2 separate regions of the Gossypium hirsutum genome follow, and region 2 is linked to region 1. Evidence: chromatin contacts called from public Hi-C data. All regions are on one chromosome and are shown on one strand. The core of a region is the stretch at or near the end of the contact, and the rest is flanking DNA. Distances in the headings are between cores, read along the strand shown.

Region 1 (2,700 bases), core at 16-2,515:
TTAAGATATAGCAAATTTCAGAGACGTACCTATAACATAACATATTAAGAACAAATACATATAACCACAATAAAATCCCAGCAACAGTCACTCTGGTAACAAAAAAAAAAAAAACCTCTAAATTTAAAAAAAAAGACATAATTTCTTCTTCATTTTTCATGATGCGCAATTCAATTAGTTAATTGGAATTGTGACAATTAGTGAGACAAAAACTAGCAATCGACAATATTGCGGAGAAGTTCATATTAATAAAATCAAGAAATAGACTTAGCACTCGGATAGATTATGTTATTCAAACCCTTATTTCTCTTAAAATACTCTATCTAACACCTATATTCAACACATATATAGAGGTAAATGATCCTAAAAACTTCACACAAAATCGATGTCAGTTAATGCATACTTTTTCCGAAATGGAGCTTAACTCGAAAATTTTTAGCCCAAAAGTTATTTCTATATGCATACTTTTTCCGAAATGGAGCTAATCAATGTCAGTTAATGCAAACTGAGCCAGTAATTAGAATGTGGAACGTTATCCGAGGAAGAAACAAGTCGACAAATTCTGTCAATTTTGCAACACAACTGAGCCTGTCAGTTAAAACCAAAATGAAACATATTTGCGGGACTTGGCAAAGCCAATTATCAACATTAAAAGACGTATTAATCGAATCATATACTAGCACTTAATGTTCTTTTAGATATATAAGAAGAGGAGATGGGGCTTTACAGGGGAATTAACGGAATGGTGAGCGGAGGCGGCGGACAAAAGACGCTTTGCAGCCTGCAGAGCAACGGCGAGATCAGCCGACCATGAAGAGGAAGAGGAAGAGGAGGAGGAAGCGTGAGGATGATCAGACGCTGCAAAATCCCTGATTTCCTCAAGCAAATGCGTGAATAGAGCTATCCTCCTTACCAGATCCGTGCAATCCTTTTTAAACATCCCGGCAGCCACATTCCCGAGGACAATATCGTGGACAAGGCTGAGCAAGAACGCGGCAGAAGCGTCGGAGACGACTCCAGCGGCCATTAGTGAAAAAGCCAGGCGTCGGCTCGTGATTAGATTGATAGGAGTAGAACAGAGATGCGATTATGATGATGTTGAAAGAAAAGGAAGGATATGCATTTTGTGAGAGAGAGAGAGAGAGAAAGGATGAGTTAATAAAAAAAAAAGGGTATTAAGAGAGAGATTCGCGGTGAGCCAAAATGGAAGGAAAGGGGATACAGTTGGCTTTGGAATCTTACGATTTGTATTTCAACAACTACCCCATTATTCTTTTATTCTTATTTATGTGGATTTTAAGATATCACATACTATTCATTACACCTGTTCATAGTCGGCATGACCTAAAGATTTATCTGAAATATGAAAGAGTTTGGATAAAAATATAAGTTTGAAAAATAAATTTAAATAAAAAAATAAAATCTATTTTTTAGGTAAAATATTTTTTGCCTCTGACCCGAATTCACTAAAAGACAACAAAAATTTATTTTCTTTTTATTTTTTAATATTATTTTTTAATTATTTTCTATCTATTTTATTATATTTTACTATTATGTTGCTACTATTTTATTGTTATTATTTGGATATTGTATCAAATTTATTTTATTGTTAGTTATTATTTTAGAGGCATTTGCTTGTTAAGTTGCATCTATATTAATGTTATTTAAGTATACATATTTTATAAAATTAATTTAAATTAGTTGAGAAATATTTATTTTAATATTTTTAGTATTTTTAATGTATTATATATATTTTAAAATTATATAAAAATTAATATGGGCAGGTCAAGCTGGGTCCAAATTTTAACATTTTTATTCGGGTCGAGTTTGAACAAAATTTAAAACCTATTTTTTAACCTAAATTTTTAATTGAGCCTAGCCTAAACCCAATCTGACCCATACACACGGCTACTCTTCATTTTATGATGTCATCCAACTTAATATTGTATTTAAAAATGATTAGCATTTTCCCTTCAATATATTTATGATTTTAGATGTATTACAAATTTATTCTTGCTATATTCTTGCTAGCCTGTAAAGTTGTTCATTATTGCCATGCTCTCATTTTGTCCACCACCAGCTATATATAATTAAAATAAAGAATGTCCAAACTATTATACTTTATTTATTTTTGCATGTTGTACAACAACTGCATTAGTTTTAAGAAATAATATTTAGGGATCATCCTTTTTAATCCTTAATAAATAATTAAGTTTTTATAGAAAATAGAGTTCTCTAATATACATAAAATTTGGGTGTGAGAAGACGTGGTTAGCAAAAACTATGCCCACCAAGGAACTTCAAAAAAACAAAACAAAACAAAGGTTTGACGACAACAAACAACCGCAACGAATTAGAAAACGAGTAAAGCTGGCAGCTTACAGCTGGGTTTCTCTGATTTTGCGGCGGCAAATATTACTTTTTCGTCCTTTTTCCCCTTTAAATCGCTATATATAATTCCTCATAATCTCTAGTTTTTGATGGCAGATAAAATTAAGGGCAGGCGGAGGCCAACTCTTATATATGGGATAAATTATAAGAGTGAGAAATCTTAACAATAATGTGATTAATGCTTTGGGGTTCAAAGTACTTTTGAAGTTAGAAACAATATTAAACATACAACTTTTTAGATCAGAAGATTTTTCAACCTAGAAGTAAAAATAGTTTTTTTTAACTTTTGTTTTTGATAAAAATGTTTTT
Region 2 (2,851 bases), core at 234-2,733, 240 kb after region 1:
CCAATCCCAGCCACGATCAAGCTTCATCAACATAGCAGCAGCATGCAACGTGGCAGCAATATGTGTAGAACCCATAGAAGAAAACCTATCAGGCTTCCCTATAACATCCACATTTTCAAAGCTCCTAATAGCAGGCACAGATTTCAAAGCCAAAACCAACCTATACCTTTCCTCATCGGAAGCGTCAGCACCAAGTTGCAGCAAATATCGATTCCTGGGATGATAGACAGCAAGTAGTAGCCTAAAGATCCGATCCTTATCACCTTTTCCACCAAATAAATAGTAAGCAAAAGCTGGTGGAGAATGAAGACCATGTTGGACTTGAGAAGGGAAAAGTCTAGGGGAGCTGAAAACAGAGATCGAGTAAAGTAAGAGGAGGAGAATGGAGAAAATTGTTGTCAAAAAGAGAGTGAAAAGCCATTTCTTTTCAGCTCCCATAACCCTAGTGTTTTAAGCTCCTCAAAAACTGTAGCTTTTGATTTAATGATTGAAGTTTCTTCAGCATATGGATTTATTGATGATCAAAGGAGGAAACCCGAATCGAATATGGATTTTGAAATGTTTCAGGAAATGGGTATTTGGGGATCTTTGATTTCAGAAGACTTAACACCATAGTCGATTATAATAAAATTTAGGTCAGACAGTAAAGTTTCTCCCTCTTTTTTCCCTCTCGAATTCTCTCTCTCTCTCTGATGTCAATAAAAATTATTAAAGCATTTTGTTGTTTTCTTGTATCTAAAAGTAGTAACTGTTGAAACCGGTTGGACCGACGGTTCAATTATATACATTGAACCGGAAAATATAAAGCCAGCATGAGCCTGGAATCGGAAAAACCGTTAAAATAAAAAATAATAACCTTAGTTCTACTGTGTGGAGGCCGGAGGGAAGAGGAGTCGGAAACAGAATGTGTTCCCTAAAACAGTCGATCGTGAATGTGATGTGGAACCACCTCTGGAATTCTTGCACAGTGAGCATTTGCAGACTTGACTATCTTTGTATGTGTTGGCACCATCAGATTCTCCACCTTCAATTATGGTTAAGCTATTCCACCGAATCGAGAAGCCAAAAACAGAGAAAGGAGAAATCCTTCCATTTTCCGAAAGCAAAAGCTCTTAAAAGAGTAAAAACTTGTGTTCTTTCGTTTTCTTTTAAATGTAGAGAAAAGGAAATGTGAACTTTTTTTTTAAAAAAAGGAGGGTTTTATTTACCGGCCACGATGGCCCGCTGCCTGTAACAGGAGACTTTTGGGTCTCCGGCGGCGGAGCCTCGCCGGAGATAGACAGCAAACAGAAACAGAGGAAACAGAAAAAATAATATGAAGAAAATGTTTTAAAAAAAGAAAAATCAAACATTCTTGTTCGGCCACCATGCCCACCGTCGGAGACTGGAGAACCGTTGGGTTCTCCGGCGGCCAGCGTTGCCGGAAACTAAACAGACAGAGGAGCAGAGAACTGGCAGCAAAAACAAAGGAGTTAAAACGCTTTTCTGGGATGAAAAAAAAAGAGTTAGTTTTCAGTTTTTTTTTTTTTTTGAGTTAATGGGAATTTTCGTGAAAGTCCCTCCGCGTATCCATATGTTGCAGTGAGGGGTTGTCGCAAGGTCTATTTCCAATATGAGTCCCTGTTAGTTTCCATTACCTTTTATTTTAGTCCTTATTTCAGAAATTTTGAGCAAATTAATTGCTCCTTTAACCCCTCTGCTTTCTTACATCTTTATGAAGTCTTTTTAAATTTTATTTGATTTTTTATTTTATTTATTTGTTATTATTAGGCTTACATGACAACAAAAGAAGCCCTTTAAGAAAATACAAAAAAAATTGAATTAAATTATTGTATTAAATTTGCACTTAATTAAATCTATGTGATTAATTAAAATAATTAATTAAGCTCATTCACTAATAGTTTTCTTCATGAACTACTTAAAATAAATTAATGAATCAATTAAATAATAATACGTGACAATTTCTTATTAATCTAATATTTTACCCATAGAAAATATTAAAAAAATAAAATTTTAAAATATTAAGAAAAATTATTAAAATTATATAAACTTATAAAAATTATAAAATTAACTTATAAATATTATAAAAAAAGTTATAAATTTCTTAATAAATCCTAATAATTATAAAAAATTATAAAGTTAATAAAACATATTTAAAATAATAATATATTATAAAAATGTATTAGAATTCTTAAAAATTATAAAAAATATTAAAATTGATATAAGCTTATAAAATTTATTTTAAAAAATCATAAAAGCTTAAATTGCATCGGATCAATTGGTTAAATCAATCAGACCAAAATCGACAAAGGTATCGATCTGGAAAAAGACATTGGACTTTTCGCTTCAATGGTATCACAAGTCAAACAAAGAGCAATTTGATATAGTTTTAAGGACTTGTATCGGCACAATTTGGGACTTGTGCCACAAAAAGTGTCTCAGATCCATGTCACTACACTGTTTTGAGTAGTTTTGACTTTTGGGAGTTTGTTTTGTTGGACAAAACACGTTAGCTAACAAAATAATTAAATATAAATAAACACATATAAAATAAAATCAAATAAAATTATTTATATTTAATTTGTCAAATACGAAAAACAATCAAAATAGTAACAAAATTGAAATAAAAGGAAGAAAAGAGATTTTACTAAACATTGAGGCCTGTGAAACACAGTTTCCTTAAGACAGATTCGGCCGCTCCTACAGTACTTGGAGAAACGTTGGTTGAAAGTCTCCTAGGATACAACAACACAAAGATCAAAGCAATAACACCTCTATAGTGATCAACGAACAAACCTTGCATTTTTCTATCACTAGAACATTTGAAAAATTTAGAGAAGAAAAGAAGAGT

Evidence for each region. A called contact is a pair of places that touch in the nucleus more often than the background predicts.
Region 2: a contact with region 1 is called in a Hi-C map of leaf, with 1.6 times the contacts expected there. The contact joins the promoter of LOC107916550 here to the promoter of LOC121227827 in region 1. A contact is called at or near these places in 4 of 34 Hi-C or Micro-C datasets (callus and leaf).

What each region holds. Positions count from the first base shown.
Region 1 is chrA01:93,002,796-93,005,495 of Gossypium_hirsutum_v2.1, forward strand. LOC121227827 (U-box domain-containing protein 11) reads right to left here and starts at 1,266. Exons shown (of 4, transcript XM_041110635.1): 1 at 728-1,266. The coding sequence starts at 1,027.
Region 2 is chrA01:93,246,455-93,249,305 of Gossypium_hirsutum_v2.1, forward strand. It overlaps LOC107916550 (beta-glucuronosyltransferase GlcAT14A), which reads right to left and starts at 1,484. Exons shown (of 5, transcript XM_016845824.2): 1 at 857-1,484; 2 at 1-346. The coding sequence starts at 975.